Regions from separate parts of the Mus musculus genome. Here region 1 is linked to region 2. Evidence: chromatin contacts called from public Hi-C data. All regions are on one chromosome and are shown on one strand. Each heading gives the region's core, a stretch centred on a gene start, on an enhancer-like site or on the middle of the called end of the contact. The rest is flanking DNA. Distances are from core to core; before and after follow the strand shown. Region 1 has its middle 16 kb from the start of Gm41335. Region 2 has its middle 81 kb from the start of Gm41333.

Region 1 (4,790 bases), core at 1,868-4,367, 750 kb before region 2:
TACTCAAAGATCAAAGACAAAATACTCAGTAGTACCTTCCTGAGACAAAAAGAATTCCAATATGACTGAATCCTAGAGATGAAGTCATGGAATGAGGTACAAGGGAAGGCTGAAGTGATGGGTCAGTCATATGGTCCTATAAAAAGGCAATGGAGGAATTAATGCACTTAAGACTTTGAATTAACAAGAGGAGACTGAACTTTAAAAAGATTCCTTATAGTTGTATAAATGCCAAGAGCATGTGCACAGACTTGAAATGGTAACTGTAATGGAGTCAGAGATGCTGGTTGATATCTGGATATAGGATAAAAAGATCTAACAAAAGAGGATAGAGACCAGTGGGTGGATCTGAGAAATTTTTAGGGAAAACAATTAATCACTTATCAATGACTCATTCAATATAAAAGAATGACCAAAACGTGATTAAAGATTAGGTTGGTAGTTTAAAATTTAACAACTATTGGATAATAGCATTATATATTAGCCTGAGAAAGAGCATATTTAGAGTATCGAGGTCATAACTATGATTTTATCTGACATTTATTAAATATTTACTATCTACCAATGGCTTTTATGTTTTACAGACATCTATATATTTAATTTACTAATAAGCATTAGAGTTTAGAATAGTTTATTTAGTCTTTCCATAAGCATATAGCTTGTCTCTAGTAGGACTGAAATGGCAATATAGAGGCTCTAGTTCCAAAAGCCCTTAGTGTACCCCTTCCCATACTGCAGGTCTTATTTAGAAAGGCTGAATAAAACAGGGCTCTAGAGTACAGAAACACAAGATGAGCAAGAGACATAAATTTGGAAGCCATCATATTAATCATCCTAGACTGTAAAATTTCAGTGGTTTCACAGAGCAAATGCAATTTCTTGCTCATACTAGCCATCAGGAATGCACAAACTTGTTGATTTTTAAAGGGAGTTTCCCTTTACGTATTGACTCTAGAGTTCTGAGTCTTCCAACCTTTGTGCCTACTACTTCTTGGTAACTTCTTGGCATCTCTTTTCCCTTTCTCTTTCTGCAGGTAATTGATAAACTGAAGTAGAGTAGAAGATTTTAATGCCAAGGCTAGAGGGAATATACATTACTCCTTTTTAAAATTACAGTGTACAGGACAATTCATGTGGTCCCAACTGACCACTCACATTTATGGATGGGGTAGAATGAAAATTAGGAGATCTCACTGAAACATATGTAATTATTCAAGTCCCAGAGTGAATAAATATAGAATTAGAAATGTGGCTGAGGTCAGAGAATTGACAAGATCTTTATGGTAATGATGATGATTAATAATAGCTAAAACATTTAGAGCACTTACAGTATTCCAGGCTTATATGCATACATTAATTCCTGAAATCCTTATAAAAGCCCTTTGATGTAATGGTATTATTATATCTTTTAATATAGACCAAGGAGTAAAGAGCAAGTAAATAACTCTCTTGAGGTCACAGACTTCTAAGTGGCAGAACAAGAATTTGAATGTAGGGCGTCTGCTTCCAGAGTCTGTGAGTTTAACTGATGTCATATGCTACATAATTATTAACTTCAAATACTTGAAGAATGTCACATTAATATGTAAGTATCTTTGCTATGAGTTCCCAAGGGATAGAATTATAACTAACAAATGGAATGGAAATGATGGCAGTGCTCAGCCCAGAAGAAGGAAGTGCTTTCTAAAAGGAGCTGTCTCAAAGGAAGCAAACTGCAGCCTGAGATAGTGCAATCTTCATCAGCGGAGGTGCCCAAGCATACTAAGAGAAAACCCTTGATAAGGATGCCAATCCAATCATCCAGTAGAGATCCAATCATCCAGTGAGTGCTTCAAGGAGATAACCACTATTCTTCTCGAATATTCAAGAGTTGGAAAGTTTTGCAAATACATGCTTGCCAAGATTTCCTGAGGAGTGTAAACTTTCAGAATTAGTGTCTCAAAGTAAGTTCTAAAAGCTGTATCATCCAAGAACTGGACCTGAAGCTAGCTAGAACAGTGAGTTCTCAACCTTCCGAATGCAGTGACCCTTTAAATAAAGTTCCTCATGTCGTGGTGACCCTCAAACGTAATTTTGCTACTGTTATGACTAGCAGTATAGATATTGGTCTTTGGGGGTCATGACCTACAGGTTGAGAGTCATTGAGCTGGAAGGAGAAGGCTGGGGAGGGTGTAGAATAAATAATTCCTTACCTTTGAATCTTAGCAGTTTACTTAGAAGCAAAGGCTCATGGTTGTGTATTGACAGAGGGCCACCTATAGAATTCTAACCTGGAGATGAGCCCATGATTTGTACATGGTAGAAGATCTCCATTTTGGCTCAGTAGTACTGGCTCTCTGCTCCAGAAGCCTCTGTTTCTATTTTATAAAAGTGGTTTCCCAGGTTTAAGACTTATCTGAATCAATGGGAGAGCTCAATAAACCAACTGCACCTTCTCATTCAGTGCATTGAGGCTAGAGCTTGCAAACTTTCCTACCCCAGTGCTGTTCTTGCCTCTGCTTTCACCTTTTAGGAGACTACTCTCTGGGAACCATTGCTCTAACAGGGGCTTCTGGTTCAATACCATAAGCCTTTGTTTATATGTCTAGCTTCTCCTTGCTTATCTTTGTTTTACCCCCACCTAACCCACCATGGGTTTCTTGATAAAATTTTACTGAGGAAATGCATTGAAAGAAATATTAGTTTTCTAGAAGTTCAAAGAGGGGAAAGAAATCATGGGAATCTTTCAGAAGAGAAATCCTGTGTTGTCACCTTTCACATAGCTGGAAGCATGACTCATGCAAAGACATGCCTATCTTTGCTGAAAAGCAAACACAGACACACCAGTTTTGTGTGTCCTGGAATGTGCATCAGAGACGTCTCCTTATCACCTCTTCCTCATTCTTTTTCTGTCTCTTTAAATAGATGGTCACCACCACTTCATGCAAGGAAAGTATTATTTAGAGTGTGGAATGCAATTTGCTTCTTCCCAGAGTTAGTTCCCTTCGGACTGTCTTTGGATGAACTTTGCAGTCTTCACTGAAGGGGGAACCCTTTCCCACTGTTCTCTGGGAGAGCCACGGCTTTGAAGTCACAGCTGGCTTGACTAAACTCATTTCCTCCCTCCACAATGTGCCTCTGATGCAGTGTTGGCTGAGGCTCCCCCTTGCCGGCTCCTGCTATTGAACCAGACCCAAGTGCAATGTTTAATGTGAGTGTTTGGCTTGGCTTGAATTTGGCCAAATCATCTGTACTTCGTTTCATTTGAAAGCTCTACTTTTTTTTTCCCTCCCCGTTTCTCTCTCAAATAGTTCATTCCAGATGTTTTTGATTTGTCTTTCTGTGGTCCACTCCACCCAGTTCCTAAATCAGTAAATCATTTTCATGCTTCTTCCAAAATCTAAGCAAAGAGAAGTGCTCAATTAGAAAGAGCAACTGATTATTGGTTCCTTAGGCTTCAGTGTGGCTCTTTTCTTCAGGAACTACATTTCCAAGGTAGGAGAGAATGTGACAGAACATGTAGATTCCAAATTCCTAGCATTCAGGATCAGAGAGTATGCACAATAGGGATGTGTACATAATATGAACATCCAATTTTATTGCCTAGTTCAAGGCTTGATAGCACTGTTCTTGTTTGAATGCTTTCTGTGACTCAAGTGCACATGGAGACACCCATTCTATGAGCTTATGTGTATCCTTACATGACAGAAATACTAACTAATCAAGATCCCAGCAATTTTCTCATGGTGATGGAGGCAAGGGTAAACAGATGGAGCTAAGATGCAGGGAATGGTTATTTTATTGTCATTATAAGGAGTGAGGGCCTTATGAGAAAGTCCCATATCTGACAGATTAGGGAAGCTAGAAGGAGAAAAATTGCACACATTCAGAGTTTCTCAGAGTTTAAGAATTTACAAAGAAACTCTTGGATGCAACTAGGTGATAAAGTCAGATGAAATATGGGGAAAATGCTGTAAGGTGCTGGAGAAATGGATAGGTCAGCAGTTTAGAGCACTGGCTACTCTTACAGAGGACTCAGGTTCAATTCCCAGCACCTACGTAGTAACTCACAAATGTTTGTAATTAGAATTTTGTGGATATGACTCCTGACTTCAATGAGCACCAGACATAATGTCATAATGTACTACACATGCACACACACACACACATACATCACACACACATATATCACACACACACATCACACACACAGAAAAAAATTACATACAGGCAAATCACTCATACACATAAACTAAATAAATAAGTTAAATAAATAACTACCTAAATAAGATTTCTTTAAATAGTTTTAAGAAATTTTGATGTGATGTGAATGAAATTTCTCTGACAAATTTACAAATGACTCCAGTGAAGACCTACGTGCCCTCTAAAATCTTTCCTAAAGATGATGTAAGTTCTCTTTTGAACTTGATGTTAATATGAGACTTACTGTTCAGAGTACACCAATAATAGTTTATGCTACTTATTTTATTTCATGCTTTTATTCATTTATTTACCATATGACACCAGATTATAAAAGTATGCAAATAGCTTTTAGAGGTATACATATGCTTATTTATATATTAATTTAGAAAAGAAAGTTCTAGTTATTTATAGAATAATATATTTATTTAGGATAGCAATTTTAACTTGTACGTACCATCCCTAACAATGAGTATAGTACACAATCAACTTTAGGACCACAATTAGATAGTGAAGATCATGCAAAGTGAATATAATAGTAAAATTTATAACTGATACAGGAAAGGAATATGACTCATGAAATTCAATAAAAACATAGCTTCAGTTTGAAC
Region 2 (4,799 bases), core at 486-2,985:
CCCCCAAAGCCCTTAATCTAAAGAAATGTGATACCCTGAAAACACTGGTTCTTTATCCATCCTTCCTACAGGACTCAGGTTCATACTGTCATTTTGCATTCTATCAGTCTGTCTCTATCAGAGTCAGAATTTTGCAAGCTTTTTTATCACAGACTTGCCTCTCCCCTGTTTTCTCTTCCTTCTCTGCTCCCCCAATTATCTCAGGGGCTCCTTTTTCTCCCCATCACTTAACATATGTAATAGCAATGGAAGACTTATGATTACAAATCATCTCATCAGAGCCAGACATGTGGCCTCCTCAGCAGGATGCAAATGAACAGCCTCTTTAATTTATGAATGTCAAGCTTTACACAGAGACAGAGAAATGTCCTATTAAATGATATCCATCTCCCCAATCCCATTAATAAGCTAATAGAAAAGTTAAAGAGAAGTTCATGAGGATGGGATGGCTTCTGTGATAGAGAACTGTCATGATGAGATATTACTAAAGACAGCAGCTCTGTGTCAACATCCTTAGTAAGGATGGCTGAAACTCAAAATTGACAACGAGTTTCTTCTCAGTTTCCTGATGGGTAGATCCAGGGTCATTCTATCCTAGTTAGTTCTCATGATGATCAAATGGGTTTTAAAAACACAAGCCAAAGAACTAGAAAAAAAACAGTGCATTGAGGAGCAGATGCTTTGAATGCCATGTCTCATTCAATAAGTACAAGCACTCTAAAAGCTAAGCATCTCTGAAGCCCCTGAGCTGGACAGGCTACCAAAGATCAGAGACAGTGGGTTGCTTTCCCAGGGTCATGTAAATGCCACTTGGTTCTTTTGATATTCTTTGATGAAGTACCAGGATTTTCTTTTTCAGTTGTCTTTCTGTTTTTAAGCTTTTATATCTTTGTGAATGATGCATGCCCCCCCCCCTTCCTGTGACTCTTCTGCATGTCTTGGCAGCAGTGAGTTTCTCTGAGTGTTTCTAAACCTTTGCTGTACTTTTCTCCTTCACCATAGTTTAGGTTTGCATGGCCAATCTAGAAGAAACCTAATGTATTTTTCTACAGATGCACTGAAACACAGCAGATAAGTCATGCTGCTCTGGCTTCCCAAGCTCAAGGGTAAGGCTGAGCAGGTAGAAACAATCCAATACTAGAGCCAAGCTCTGATTCTTTCGCTACAAAATATGGTTGTGCATTAAAGGCATGGTATAAATTATCCCTCTGATCATTTCAAGAATATATGAATGATATATCAAAATTTAGAGTAAGATTTACAGAACCTTGCATACTACAGTACAAGCTAGTACTTTTTCTCTATGCCAAGCATCAATTACCATCAATCATAGCTTTATCTACGCCTGATTTCTGCTTCTCTTGTTATGTTTTTATACCATCAAGGATATATGGTAAATAATTAGTATGTCCCTCATCAGAAGGCAAACACATTTGTCTCTGCCAGCCCATGTAGTTCCTGGAGCAAAGCTTTATACAACTGATGTCTCTTTATTTCTCCTGTTTCAAAGTTCTTCGTGTGACTTCCCATGACCCACTAGAAGTAGATATAATCTTTATCAAGATAATTTAGTTTCAATTCTTTATGAAGTGAAAATTTTGCCTCTTCTGCTTGCTACTTGTTTCTTACTTGGCACTTTACAAACAGAATGTAATTTCAGCAATAAACACTGGGTTGTGTAATACTCTTTGAGATGGAGAATGAAAGAAAGCCAAATAAGGATAGCCTTGTTGCAGCTGAGAAAACATTGCCCCAGTAATGAGTGGTTCCATCACTGTAATGCCCCAGTCATCCCTCCTCCGTGAAACAATCTTTCATTATCACTTAGATTGCTCTTCATGGAAGCAGATCCCGTCAGCTTTTACAACCTGTTTGGTTCCCTAGAATAATCAGTTCTGTGATGTTGGAAATAATTGTTTTTTTTTTTTATTGCTTTCAAATGTTTAAAAAATGGAGCTTAGCAAAGCAGAGAATGTGTGGCTTTCCTAGTGAACATTTTGTTGTTTTTCTTTAAGCTGGCTGTTTAAAAGAGTTCATGGATGGGTTCAAGGTAGTAGACTGTTACCAGTGTAGATAGGAATACCTAACAGGTCAAAAACAATATGATGTGAGCAAAAGAAGAGGTACTGGGTTTACAAGCCAACACATGTTAACTAGCTAGATGTCATTGAAACACTCAAATAATAGGAAGGAAGCTGAATTTGGGAAGCCTTTCTGAAGATTCTTTCTAAAGAAGTTCCTTATCTGACTTACTTCTCCCACAGAACCCCCCATTACCCCCCAGTTCAATTAACCCTTCTTCTGCTATACCAGGGGGAAAGTGAGATTTCAGGAACCTTCTACAGCACAAGAATACTTTGAGTAACTCAAATATCATCCAGAACATTTAAAATGCAGTTGAATAGCGGTATATACTCTTTCCACTTAAGAATGCTTCAAGACTTTGTAAGTATTATTCAGACAAGATATCATCTAATCTATTAGTTTTCCATTTAAGATGGATTTCTTGGTGATCAAACTGTTCCTACTGGAGATTTCCATATTCTAGTGGGAACAATAAAAGAGAAGGTACTTGATATGCAAGCCACAGACATGGTCACTGTAAAATGCCCCCTGGGTTGTCATCATGTTCCTCAGAGCAATTATCACACCTTTAAGGACTTGGGAAGGAAAATGAGACTTTAAGGTGTTGGAGAACTGGTGCAGACCATATCATAAAGCTAGTTTGTTCTCTGAATATAGGGATGGATACCATTCTTCACTCCCAAGGGAGTCTAAGCAGTTCCAGGAAACATCACATTCACAAATGACTTCTGCTTAATTGTTTCTCCTCCTTGGATTTTCCCCTTGAGCTTCAAAGTCAAGTTTACCTTCAGCAGTCTGGCTTTTATAGAGAATTATCTTAAACACATTATCACACACACACACACACACACACACACACACACTGACCAACCTAACCCAGATGATCTGATTACAGAGAACATACTTTTATCCACTCCCCCTTGTTCACAATCCTCCACCAACCATTCCTTATATTTAAGATACACCCCTTCCTCCAACAAAATATTTTATTTTCCTTGCTCAACTCAATGGTACCTGAAAACACCTTAATTATCTGTGCTTATTGTCAGTGTACTTTACCCTGGTATAATTCGTTTGAAATGGATATTTTTGTCTCTACTACTGATCTAAGAAGACCTAGCAGCAGAGAGGGGAGCATTGATCTGCACTGACAGTCTTCTCATTCCTTCTTCACCTATGCTTGTTTAGATCTGTTTGATCTCTTTATTTTCATCCTAAGTAACAAATACTCCTGGACCTCTCCCATCTAGAGAGTTTATTTTTTGTGTTCTCTTAACATTATTTTCTTTGCATGTTTTACCCAAATCCCCAACTATGAATATGTGATGGCCACATGATTTGTAGATAGCTTCTCGACTGAAATCATAACATGAGAACCAAGTCTGTTTCACTTTGTATAGTCTTTAGAAAACTTTCTCAACCTATGACGACATCTGGCATATCAGCTGTGTTCAATAAACAGGGAAATGAATGAGGAACAAAGAGATGACTGTATAGGTGTATATGTGATTGCAAGTAGACATTATGACCCCAGGGTACTTAAAGTCAGTCATAAGATGTGGAAGTTTTATGGCATGTGGGAAACATATCTGAACCATGAAAAAAATTTCACAAATAGCAGAAATGAGTGTTGAAGACAGAAAAATGGACAAAGAAGCTGTACAAGGGTGTTGTGATAGTCACCTGCGCCACACAGTTCATAGAATTTCTTTATAGGAGCAAGAAGACAAAAGTAGATTAGAAGAAGTGAAAGAAAAAGGAAAGGGGTGGAATAGGGAAGGGAAGGAGTGTCAAAATGAAGAGACCCAGAAGAAAATCAGGCCAAGAATTGAGGAAAGGAGCAACTGACTAGCGTTCCTTATTCAGAATCACACTATGAAGGTATTGTGGTTAGTCGCGCGAGGTGAGCACCTTAGAGGGCTGCTAATTCCAAAGCTGACCAGCAGAAAAGCTGCCACCCTGATCATCTTCTGGGAATGTCCACTCACCAAAGATCTCTGTAGCACGTGCTTTCCATTCTTGGTTGCAGAATCCTCATTAAAAAAAAAAATGTGATTGTGGCAGTTTTCCTCTGATCAAATACATGAAAGCAAAAGTAGTCAGGTGGAAATTTCAGTAGAACTACTAAAAGCAGGAGCTGAAAGAAGTGGGAGCTATGACATGATGCACTGTCTCACTAGTCTTTCCTTCTGGTGTCATTGTTGAAGCTGCAGTTGACACACTGGACCATGAGACAGCCTTGAGGACAGAACCTATGTGTTAAAGAAGAATAAGAGAAGAAATATGGACCCTTGATGTAGTGGAAATTCACCCACTGGCTTTGTAATTGATTGGCATTCATTAAGAGAGAATCATTGTGTGCTTTAGGGATCTCTCTCTTTCTCTCTCTCTCCTCTCTCCTCTTCTCTCTCTCCTCTTCTCTTCTCTCTCTCTCTCTCTCTCTCTCTCTCTCTCTCTCTCTCTCCCTCTCTCTCTCTCTCTCTCTCTCTCTCTCTCTCATAACCTCATTCAACTCATACTGATAGAATTTCCTTATATTTCATTTTAGATGCAAAATAATGCCAAAGTAATAAAAGGAGACAGAAAATGCTGTCCAATAATCACTTGTCATTTTAATTTCTTGACAGTGGCCTAAACCCAACACCTCCTTTTGCCTTTGTAAGTTACCATTAATAATTTCCTTGCAAAGCTTTTGCTATATAATACTGGAAGAA

The links. Hi-C and Micro-C count contacts between places; a contact is called where the count stands out from the background.
Region 1: a contact with region 2 is called in a Hi-C map of uterus, with 2.7 times the contacts expected there. The contact joins two enhancer-like sites.

The regions. Positions count from the first base shown.
Region 1 is chr15:63,338,893-63,343,682 of GRCm38.p6, reverse strand. No RefSeq gene overlaps it. Among named protein-coding and RNA genes, the nearest start is that of Gm41335, 16 kb to the left of the region's middle. Within about 2 kb of position 3,117, at least 70 of the 459 cell types and tissues checked have an H3K27ac peak or open chromatin away from gene starts, as enhancers often do. A contact at or near this core is called in uterus, where this site is marked.
Region 2 is chr15:62,585,672-62,590,470 of GRCm38.p6, reverse strand. No RefSeq gene overlaps it. Among named protein-coding and RNA genes, the nearest start is that of Gm41333, 81 kb to the left of the region's middle. Within about 2 kb of position 1,735, at least 4 of the 459 cell types and tissues checked have an H3K27ac peak or open chromatin away from gene starts, as enhancers often do. A contact at or near this core is called in uterus, where this site is marked.